Regions from separate parts of the Gossypium hirsutum genome. Here regions 1 and 2 are each linked to region 3. The links are chromatin contacts, called in public Hi-C maps. All regions are on one chromosome and are shown on one strand. Each heading gives the region's core, a stretch centred on a gene start, on an enhancer-like site or on the middle of the called end of the contact. The rest is flanking DNA. Distances are from core to core; before and after follow the strand shown. Region 1 holds the start of LOC107887274. Region 2 holds the start of LOC107887232 (protein transport protein SEC23). Region 3 holds the start of LOC107893710 (protein NO VEIN).

The links. A called contact is a pair of places that touch in the nucleus more often than the background predicts.
Region 1: a Hi-C map of leaf shows a contact between it and region 3, with 1.8 times the contacts expected there. The contact joins the promoter of LOC107887274 here to the promoter of LOC107893710 in region 3. A contact is called at or near these places in 5 of 34 Hi-C or Micro-C datasets (callus, hypocotyl and leaf).
Region 2: a contact with region 3 is called in a Hi-C map of leaf, with 1.8 times the contacts expected there. The contact joins the promoter of LOC107887232 here to the promoter of LOC107893710 in region 3. A contact is called at or near these places in 5 of 34 Hi-C or Micro-C datasets (callus and leaf).

The regions. Positions count from the first base shown.
Region 1 is chrA03:51,294,462-51,298,254 of Gossypium_hirsutum_v2.1, reverse strand. It overlaps LOC107887274, which reads right to left and starts at 1,934. Exons shown (of 10, transcript XM_041095961.1): 1 at 1,737-1,934; 2 at 437-570; 3 at 156-323; 4 at 1-62. The coding sequence starts at 1,857. It overlaps LOC107887275 (a long non-coding RNA gene), which reads left to right and starts at 1,803. Exons shown (of 4, transcript XR_001681101.2): 1 at 1,803-2,002; 2 at 2,185-2,446; 3 at 2,564-2,805; 4 at 3,001-3,793.
Region 2 is chrA03:50,674,068-50,677,721 of Gossypium_hirsutum_v2.1, reverse strand. It overlaps LOC107887232 (protein transport protein SEC23), which reads right to left and starts at 2,135. Exons shown (of 12, transcript XM_016811411.2): 1 at 1,084-2,135; 2 at 826-999; 3 at 1-65. The coding sequence starts at 1,827.
Region 3 is chrA03:51,005,369-51,009,082 of Gossypium_hirsutum_v2.1, reverse strand. LOC107893710 (protein NO VEIN) reads left to right here and starts at 1,625. Exons shown (of 13, transcript XM_016818770.2): 1 at 1,625-2,200; 2 at 2,963-3,297. The coding sequence starts at 1,667. It overlaps LOC107893711, which reads left to right. Exons shown (of 6, transcript XM_016818772.2): 5 at 45-77; 6 at 635-890. The coding sequence ends at 659.

The sequences.
Region 1 (3,793 bases), core at 685-3,184, 290 kb before region 3:
ACTAATCTAGTATTGTGGAAGAATTCATAGTAGTTCCCACCCTTCTGTATATGTTTAAATTCCTGAAACAACAAATACATTTTACACATATCTTAATATGATATCCGCTTTACTACAAACTAGTTCATTTATGGATTGTAGGAAAAGATACAAACCTTGTCAACAGCTTCACCGGAAAAAGGCATATTCTCATAGTTCTTATACTGCTCAAGCCTTGTCAACCTATATTTTTCTCTAGTTATGTTCAGTCTTTCCCACGGAATCCCCTGAATGTCTTTCCCCTTCCGCGCTTGCGCAGAAGTCGTATCGGTCACCTTGGTCAGCTGCTCAAATTATAGCATGAAAGTGATGAATTTCATCATTTAGTATAAAATTAACTAAAATTAACAACAAATATATATAGAATATATAAATATCACCAAAACGAAAAACAAACCATGTCATATTCATCAGCATCCACATCTCCACCAGCTCGACCGTAGTTGTCTTCATCCATGTCATGTACAAAATCTTCATCCATGTAATAGAAATCCTCCCCTTGCGGGTAGGACATGATATATTTGCATTCAACTGCAAAAAGGTTCAATTAAAAATTTCTTTCTACAAATAAAATTAACAAATATTAAAATAAAAACGCTTAGGGAAACCTAAAGAGAGTTGAATCAAAAGGGTTCCTAAAATTCATAGAAAAAAAAACTTACTTTCAGACAAACTAGCGAATAGCAAATTTACTATTTTTCTTTTCATTTTCTTAAAACATATCTTAAAAAAAATTGAATTTCTAAAAGAGAACGGAATTTTTAAGAGCAGAAGGGTGTTCCAGGGAGCTTATTTTAAAACAAATGGCTTTCAAAAATTATTTTTAAAAAAAAAAAACCTAAAACATGATAAAATCATATCCAACATAAAAGATGAACAAGAACAAAAAAAAAACCCCAAAAATCCTTAAACCTAACAAAGGAAAAAATAAAACTATTTTTCTACCACCAAAAAGAATTGCGCAGAACTAAACAAAAAGGCGAAAAGGAATAGGACAAAAGAGAACAGATACTGAATTCACTAAAAGAAAAATTAAATTTAAAAAAGGAAAAAGGAAACGAGAGATTGTTATTCTTACAGGAAGTTTAGTATGATGGTTCTGAAACTGAGGCCTCGGATTTAATCATTTAGGTAGTAAAATATTATAAATAAAGAATAATGAAAAGAGTTCCGGGGTTACGTTATAGTGGACGAAAACCGTCATTGCAGCATGCTTTCTTGGGCCGGGTTACCCCTCTCCGATTCAATCAGCTCCGGTTTAAATTTTTTAATTTATTTTTCCTTACAGTTACATTTAAACAAAAAATATAATTACGAATCAATAGGTGATTAAAAGAAAGTGTGGTCAAGTTTAAATCCTGATGATGAGAAATTCACTTAAATATTATTCTCAATCAAAAAGGAAAAACACATCTATAATTATATCAAAATATATAACATTATTTGTCCTCTTTAAAAAATAAAATAAATAAATATGATTTATTTTCTTTTCTTTGGATAAAATAGGGTTGGGCTTTATTAATTTAAAACTAAAATTTACATGAAAACCAAAATTAAAAAGAGCAAAGGCACAAAGAGGCTCAAAGAAAGAAAAGTTATCTGATCCTAAAAGGAAGAAAAAGTATTGAAAAAGAAAGATAATAAAGAAGCTACTGAAAAAGTAAACAAACTATAAAGAAAATTAAAGAAAAACGTGCCTACTCCTTTAGGGAAAGAGATTGCCCGTCCCACTCTTATCATCTTTCTAAGCGGCACCGACGGTTCCATTTCTCCCAAAAAAAGCCTGCCAAACTTATCTCCCTGCATTAAGACAATCATTCAGTCGAAGCATCCCTGTCTAGATCTGATGCTTCGGTAACCCAAGAAACCGGAAAAACCAAGAGTCCTTCATTCGTCAGTCAGGCTCGCGGAGCCAATCATTGGAAAAAGTTGTTGCAGCGGAGTCTGGGACAGATCCGATCAGGTAAAAGCCTTTTCCCTTCCTTACACATTCAGTGCCTAGAGCGTCTGCTAAAGCATTTCCAGATCTTTTAACATGCATAAATATGATGCTTTGAAATCGGGCGAGAGTGCCTTCGATATTACGAAGGTGCGAGCTAACTTTTGATTTGTCAGTATGACTTGAGTTACATTTCGTAATAACAGACAAGGGGTCTCCTTCGATGATTACTTTTGTTAATCTGAGAACTAACCCCATTTTAAGCGCCTCAAGGCATGCAAGGGCTTCCCCGGTGAAAGCCGGTCCCACATTGTCGTGCAAGTTTTAGACACTATTACCACACCTTTTCTATTTCGAGCAACCAGCCCTGTACCTAATCTACATCGTTCCATGACAAAAGCCGTATCAAAGTTTACTTTGATAAAATCGGTAGGAGGAGGATTCCAGCTTACTTTATCACCCTGGACGGTAATTTTCTTCTCTTCTAAACAGTCCAATTCATAGAGATACCTGGAGATAAAATTAGTAATTTCCTTTCCTGATTTAACCACTTTGTCATGAACTCTCCTATTTCTTTCAAACCAGATGGCCCAAAGTGAGCAGCAAACAATCCTTCGTTGAATGTGCCAACAGACATTAAAAACTGCAGTAAGGCAATCCAACCACCCCTAACTAGGTAGGTTTAATAAATCAATGAGGCCTAAGATTTCCCAAACTTTATTTGCAACAAGACAAAAGCAGAAGGCATGACTATTGTTTTTGCTCCTCCCCCACAAATGGGACACAGAGTGTCTCGAACCAGCTTCTTCAAGAGTAAGTTTGACATGGTAAGGATATAATTTTTGGAAATACGCCAGACAGTAATTTTTAGATTGGAAGGCAAATTTAAGTTCTATAGTTTACAATAGAAACTTTTATATGTAGCTTGTTATTCCCTTAAACTGAGAAGCACTATTGATTTCTAACAATTTGTAAGCACAGCGAACGTAGAACTCACCATATGCTTCCTTCCACCAAACCAGGGTATCATCTTGTGGTTCAAGTGCCAGCGGGATCTGAAGGATTCTTGATGCATCATCCTCATCAAAGATGGAAATAATAGTATCCTTTTTCCATTCTCTATTATCATCAATAAGCTCAGAAACAAATTCAAGATTACAATTACTAACTGTACCACATAATTGAAAATTAAAAGAGCATAGTATCCATGCAGCATTAAAAATAGGGATCGCTTCACTCGTACCCACCCTCCAACCAGAACCATCCTAAAGTACCTTTTTTATTGCCTAGATGCTTTTTTCACGCATACGAAGCATTCACTTTAAGACATGAATTCAGAAAATTAGAATGTGGATAATATTTCGCTTTCAAAACCTGCGCCAACAGAGAATTTGGATTAGTCATAAGATGCCACCCTTGTTTTGCAAGAAGGGTAATATTAAATTTCGCAAAACTCCTACAGCCAATGCCATCATTTTCTTTTAATTCACACATAGAACCCAATCCACACCAATGTAAGCCTTGTTTCACATGAGTCTTTTGCCACCAAAATTGAGGCACGATGCTTTCCATCTCTTTACACAAGGATTTTGGCAAAAGAAAATAACCTATAGCATAAGTAGGTATTGCTTGTAACACTGCTTTAATAAACACTTCCTTGCCGCCTTGAGACAAGAAACGAGAACTCCAATTATCAACCTTTTGTTTCATACGGTCTTTTAAATATTAAAAAGAGACATTCTTCCTTCTACTCACTATATTTGGGAGACCCAGGTATTTCTTGAGGTTAGTAGAACACCTTACACCCAATTCGAT
Region 2 (3,654 bases), core at 886-3,385, 330 kb after region 3:
GGTGCAGCATCCTTAAAAAGATCTTTATGTGAACGTAAAGGTTCTGACAAGTCTTTGGATACAATCTGCAAAAATCACATAAACCAGTATCATTTTGATGACAGCCAAGAAATACAAATTAAACCAGGAGCAATGCTCAAATCAATATCTTTTCAATCTCCATTTTCTCAATTCAATCACAGTTGTGTATGAATCATTCCTACAACTACAAGGTATTTAAGACCAACATTCATCTTGCACCAAAGAAAAAGTAAATATTCGGGGGACAAGATCTACTTAACTATAAAGCTAACATAAAAGTTCATCAAAGGGTCGGAGACAGAAAGAAGGTAGTTAACAGGAATAACATTAATGAAATAGAATCTCTGTTTTAAAACAATTGCACAAAGTAAATGCACACACACTCAATGTTAACAAAAACATGACCTCTAAAAAAAGTAATTACAGAGCCAGTTTGCTTGTTTATATTGCCTGCAACTTTTAACAAATATCATCCCCAAAGAAACATGACACAGAAACTTCACATCATTTTTAGGGAAATAATAGTTTTAACCATAGAGAGAAGAAAAATGCACCTATATATTAGTGTGTGGGAGTGAACAGAAACATTCAAAATTGGGGGAAAAATAAAGTTCATGCTAATTACGACAAATCATACCCATCTCAACCATGACATATTGTTGGTGTAACATCCCAAAAATTAAATACCATTCATAAGAAAACGAATGGCAAATGCCTCACCACCGGCAACATAAATACTTCCTTTCATTAAGTTGTGGAATGCGTGAAAGTTCAGAAGCTAAACAGAAAATTTAATGGCATTACCGTGCCTGGCCCTTCAGTACATGGCCCACCAACCAAAGCAATAATCCTAGCACCAGTACCAGGCAAGCAGGCCCCAAGAAATCCTGCTGCAACACTTAAGGCCACTCCAGTGCACCTAGACGCCCTGTGTCCCGCTTGTACGGGCCATTGATCCGTTTGCAACTCATCCAAGAGCTACATTGAAATCAACCGACCACTAAATAAAAGAATTCAAACATTGGAAAAACTAATTCCTACAACAAATAAATCAAAACGCACTGAATTGAGCGTGAATTCACAATCAGAAGCGGGCAATAAAAACCGATTAACAACTGTATTCGTAAATCCATTTTGCAGTCCTTTCGGATATCCAGCCGTTGGCCGCCCCCCAGCAGCACGGAGGCCTAATTGCTCCAAAACCTGCTCCTTGGGAATCTCCTTACTCCCCTTGAAAACATAGACCTTCGACATTTCCGTGAACCCCAATTCATGGACAAGTGCTTGAGTCCCGAAAGATACGAAACCGACAAGAGCTTGTTCCGGCAACAATCCAATAGCCTGTTTCAACGCCGATTTAGCAAACACTAGCTCTTCCTCGATCATACAAGTGTCTAACACAAAAACAAAAACCGGCTGCAATTGAGGAGCATTGGAAGGGTTGTTGGGGTAGGGATCCATTTGAAGCGTGTATTGCACGGTGGTATATTGCGGGTAGAGTTCGCAAGGCAGGTTCGTTTCGGAGATCATGGCATAATGCGGCGGAAATTGGTTGCGCTGGTAACAAAACGGACAGATCCAGATCTTGGCGAGGAAATCAACGCGCGAATAGGCGTTGAGGACAGCGGAACATGTCCGGCAGCGGAGAGGAGCGTAAGGGAGAGTAGGAATGTCCGAGTGAGGGCGGATCGGAGCGATGGAAGCGGCCAAGGGAATGACGCACTTGCTGGCTTCAAGCTTGGTGCGAGGCCAGACGTTCCATGTCATCCGTACGCCGTCAACCCCTTCGGGATCGGAGTTCGCCATTATCCGATAAGTTTGAAAACAACTTGGAACCAGATAAATTCAGAAAGGTTACTTGTTCTAGGGTTTTTCAGATTCTTACATAATAGTAACCGAGTGAGTGAATGAGAATTTAGGGTCTATTTCCTTTTTGCTTGTTTTACAGATTTTATGTCGACCCCATGAGAAACTGAAGTGAAAGGGGTCACCGGAAGATCAAATATTGGATTATAGAATCAAACAATAATGAAATACATCTACACTTATCCATACTAATATAACAATTCAAATAAAAAGCAAACCTAATTTTTAAAAATCTACACTTATCTACTAATTCAAATAAAATAACCGATGAGGGATTTTTTATAAAAAATAACCAAAAATCAACTATTTTTTTAATTAAACACAAAAAATAATCTAAAATTTATAGTCTATAGTAAAAGTTGGTAGAGCTAAAGAGTTTCTACCAACGTGCCACGGCAGTAACTAGAAAAAAATTAATTTTTTAGTAGAACTATATAGAATGACGCCACTTGTATAAATATTAGAAAAATACTATAATTTTTTAAATATGAGAGACTTTAAAAAAATTTTATTTTTTATTAGAGTCATTTCATTTGGCGCCACTAGATTGACCGACACCCTTTTACTTTTTTTTTTGTCCATTCTTTCTATTTTTTTTACTTTTTTTAAGTTTTATCTTTATTCTTATTTATTTTATTTACTTTTTATTATTAATTTTAAAAAATTTAAAATGTATATTTGAAATGTTTTATAATATATATTTTTTAAAATTTTAAATATTATTTTTTAAATATTAAATATATTTTTTAATAATATAAAACATTTAAATATTTTAAAGATATGACCTTTCAAATTTATTATTAATTTTATAATATTTTAAATGTATATTTTAAATATTAAATATTTTTTAAATTTATTTTATGATATTTTAAATTATGATTTTTAAATTATTTAAAATATATTATTTTTAAAGATATGAACTTTCAAATTTATTATTTGTTTTATAATTTTTTAAATATATTTTTTAAATATTTTTTAAATTTTAAATATAATTTTTATAAATTATTAATTTTAAAATTAATTTTAAAGATATTCAAACGTTTTTTAAAATTAAATTTAAAATTTTAAAAATTAATATTTTATTTGGTGGAGCCATTTAAAATGCCTCCATTACTTTAAAGTGTACTTTTTTATATTCTTTTAATATAAAAATTTAATATTTTATTTTGGTTCTCTACCATATATAAAATAGTGAAATTGTTGTGTTTACTAAGAGAGTTAAAAAAATCTATTCAAGATGAATAATGAGGTGTTTTTGGTGTATGTTCTTTTTTTATGGTGAAATTATAGAAGATGATATTGGTTGTGTATTTCAAGGTCGGCAAAGAGTAGGTTTGCGATTCAAAAAAAATGTGAAGCTAGCAGAAATGAAAAAAAAGATCAGTGCGAAAATAGCTATCCGTTGTGGAAAGGAGATGTCCAAATTATTTTACAAGTTTCCAGTCTCTACAAATCCGTTCAAATTTTGTGAGATGCAGCTGTTAGATGATGATGACTTGGGCACTATGATGGAAATATGGTGGTCGATTGGGAGTGAAAACTCTCAACCAGTTGAATTATTTACCGAGTTAGCAGACTTAAAGCCTGTTGAAAATGTTAGTCCAATAAGTCAACATTGCGAATTTGACTTTGATCTTAATGTTGGATGACAGACCAATTAGAATGTGAAGGGACATCGCAGATACCCAAAAATCCTAATTATGGTGGGAGTTCGTATAACAACCCTACTCCCGGTCCCTGTCTACAAATACATCCGGAGGTGATAAT
Region 3 (3,714 bases), core at 376-2,875:
ATTTTCTTTGTTGGTATGTTTTGATGTGCATTCATTTCTTACAGCAACGTAGACCTGCTATCCTCCCATGCTTGCAGGTGTGTATGCTTTTTGCTTCCCATATCAATTTTTGTTTTTAATTAGTATTTGGATTTTTCCCTACCTTTGCTACAACATTGTTGGTGTGGGCATTCTTTCACTATTGGCATATATTCATGATTATGCAAATTCAGTAATATCTGTACGCACAGGAAGCTTGATCAGGTGAGATGCAAACTATTATCTTTCAGGAATGCTAATAAAGTTTGAGGTGAAAATATAAAATGTTTTCATGGTTTCTGAACTTATAAGTACAAGTTAAAATTCATGTATCTGGTTTCGTTTGAAATACTTTATTTGGGTATTAGTTGCATCTTGTGGTGAATGAATTAAAATATTAACAGATCCCATTTACTGTAGTAAGTTTTGAGCAGGGAGAAACATGAGTGCACTCTTTTAGAATGGCTTGTAATTTGCAAATGGTCAATAGATGCTATATTTGGTTTTGCATAAACCGAGGACTAAATAGTTGTAGGTGGGGATAAAATAAATGAATTCTACGAAACAAAATCATTTTTAATTTGATGACTCCATTTGTGCAATAAGGGAGAAAAAGACTGGACAAGAAGAATTGGCAATGATTGTCATTTAATCTGCATAGAGGATTCGTTTGTGGTATCTCATGACCTTGGTCGAGTGGTGGACAAGTTCAGCATTAAAATTCTAAGAGAAGAGTTTGATCGAGCGATTGATGTAATGTAGTATGATCCAAATCCTTGGATAATACTCTTTGAACCTTACGTCATTGGGTAATAAAACATTGTCCAAGTGTGTTAGAAAATCAATGGTTAAAGCTATTTGATTGGTTTTTATAGTCGGTGTGCTTTGCGTCCCCATAATCTTCAATTTTGTCCTTTTGAGTTCACATCCATTTTAAAGAAGTTTAAGCTTATTATATGTAATCAAGAAAATAAATTTCCAAACATTTTATGGATGGATGTTAAACAAGTTGTAATTAATTGATTGATAATGTATACAATTCCTCTATGATCCAAACATATTCATATCAAATGAATGTGTTATATGGTATTTGTGTCTTCAAGTGAAAAAAAAACAGTCTTATTAAATACATCTAATAAATCATTGCAATATATGTAAAAATAATTTAAAATATAAATTTATTAATATATATATAATAAACTCAATTAAACAATGAAAAGATAATAAATTTTTAAATATATATTTGTTTAATTTAAAACAGTTTTTATGAAATATTTTTAAGAAATCTGTCAAATAACAGAAAATATGTTACACAGATTCATGCAATTACCAAAATGTAAATTATTTTTAGAAGGCAAACAAACGAAGCATTAAATATTTAAAGTTTTTTATTTAAAAAGTGTATAATGTCTAAGAGCATGTTACCTGTCATGTTTTTATTGAATGAATCCTATTTTGATGAAATTAATAGCTTATGTATGATTTTTTTTTAAATAAATACAAGAAAATGGTACTGAGTTTTAATTTAAGTGAAAACGAAAATAAAAGAATTCTAAGATAAAAATCCAAATAAAGCGTCACACTATATAATACGCAAAGCTGGCACTTCTTATCCCTCCCTAAACCTACTTCCTTCTTTCCTTTCAAGATGCGCGGTCGCCATAACGGCCACCGTCCCTTCCGCCCCCCTGGCAGCCATCCTCCATCTCAACCACCATTCGAACCTTCAAATCCAAATTTCGCTCTCCAAGACCCCAACGTTCTCCAATTCCTCCAGGCCCTTATAACTCCAGTCCAACCAAACTTTGCTCTCCAACAAAGCCCGAACAATTTCTTCTTCCAAAACCCTAATGCTTATTCCCTTCCTCAAAACTCTATTATCCCACAACCACAACCACAACCACAACCACAACAGGTCAATAACCCCAGAAGCAGCCAAAGTCAGCTCCACAACCATAGAGGCAGCGCTGCCTCTGGCCAAGTCCCGAAGGAAGTCCAGGAAAGAGCAAACCAGGCTGTGAACCAGGCGTGGCGTGAGCTTATTGCTACCGGAAATAGTGTTACGGCATGGAAAGTTTCGGAGGCAGCCTTGGTAGCCCTGCAGGCTGACTCATGGAGCTCGTTAGGATTGGACATGCAGGGGATTCCGTCTCTTCAAAGGCTTATGGCCATTGAAGGAAGGGTAATTACAATACACAGATTATATATCTTTTATATACATACATGCTTAATACATGCATTTTGCAAATTTAGTGGCTATAAGAATGTTGAAATCCTTTGATGGAATAGGGACATTTGGATGCTTTGTTTATTGTTGCTGGTAATGATTTTTATAAGATTAGGGTTCAAATCATACTTCTCAAAGAGATATAGAAAGAATGTTTGAACCAGAAAGCAAAGAATACTACTGAAGAGTCAAAAGATATGATGCCAATAATCTTTGCAGAATGAAATGCATGATTTTCTTTGTATTAGAATAGTTATGCCAGAAGGGGTATTACATTTTAATATTTTGATCCTTTTTTATTATTTTTAATCAGTTAAAATCTTGCATTTTTACAATTTTCTTTTGTTTAATTACAAGCAAGCAACTGTGGAAACGTAAGTAGCAGACACACTAAACAAAGCCTTAAGGCTTTTTTTTTTTTTTTTTTTTGTCTTCTGAGAGTTGAAGATATTTCATTAGAAAGTTGGAATTACTGACTTAAATAACTAGTGTTTCTTAGTTTTTCCTTTCAAGGGGACAGGGAGGGCATATTTCTCTATCTACATGGAAAGGAGCTTTTCATGTGTAGTAGTCAAATTGAAATTTTCTACTGTCCATTTTTTATCGTGCAAGATGCCAAATGAAGGCTAAATTATATATTATTTGAAACATAATGGTTATTTTTCTTTCTTTTTTTCTTCTTTTTCTAATTTCTTGCTTTCTTCATCTATTTTGTAGGTAAATGCATTTATCCAATGTTTTGCTGGAGTACGAAGAATTACTACATTGTATGAGTTGGAACTGGCAATATGTGAGAATGAGGGTGTTAGGACATCTGATAATCTGGAGCTTGGCCCTTTGCTTCGTCATCCGCTTATCTTGCGTTATTTTTCAGTTAGAAATTGTACAGAAGTGTTTAAAATAACAAGTGAGGACATAATTGCTCACATCCATGAATTCATTGACGGCCACAAAAATCAAGAAATGCTTATTGATGAATTTCTGGATTTTGTTGCCGACAAGCAAGCTGCCACAAGCAAGGAAAAGCTTGGTGTGCGTATTCGGAGCTTGGCGTATGTATTCCATCTCTCTGTACTTCCTTTAACTAGAAAGAAAGAAGTAGGAAAGTCTTATGCACTGATAGAAACCAATGCCTTGAGAACTTCATAGAACAGTTTCCAACAAACATGGCTAATTTTGATTTTGTTATTTGCTTTTAGGGATGTGGCGTTGTTTTCTCAAAAATTAGTTTATAATGCTTATAGATTACAACCTTCAATGTCATGGTTGTTGCTTCAAAGGCAAATTTTAGATAATTATGACCTGATAAAATTTTCATTAATATGGTAATAAAATAATTTATCGTTTAGTCCTTAACAGAAGCGGAGTTGGCTTTTTTTCTTCATAGCTTACGAATCTATTACACTTTAAGAACTTTCTTCTTAAATTAAAAACCTAATGTTACTTTCATGGTTTGTTTCTTTTTGCTT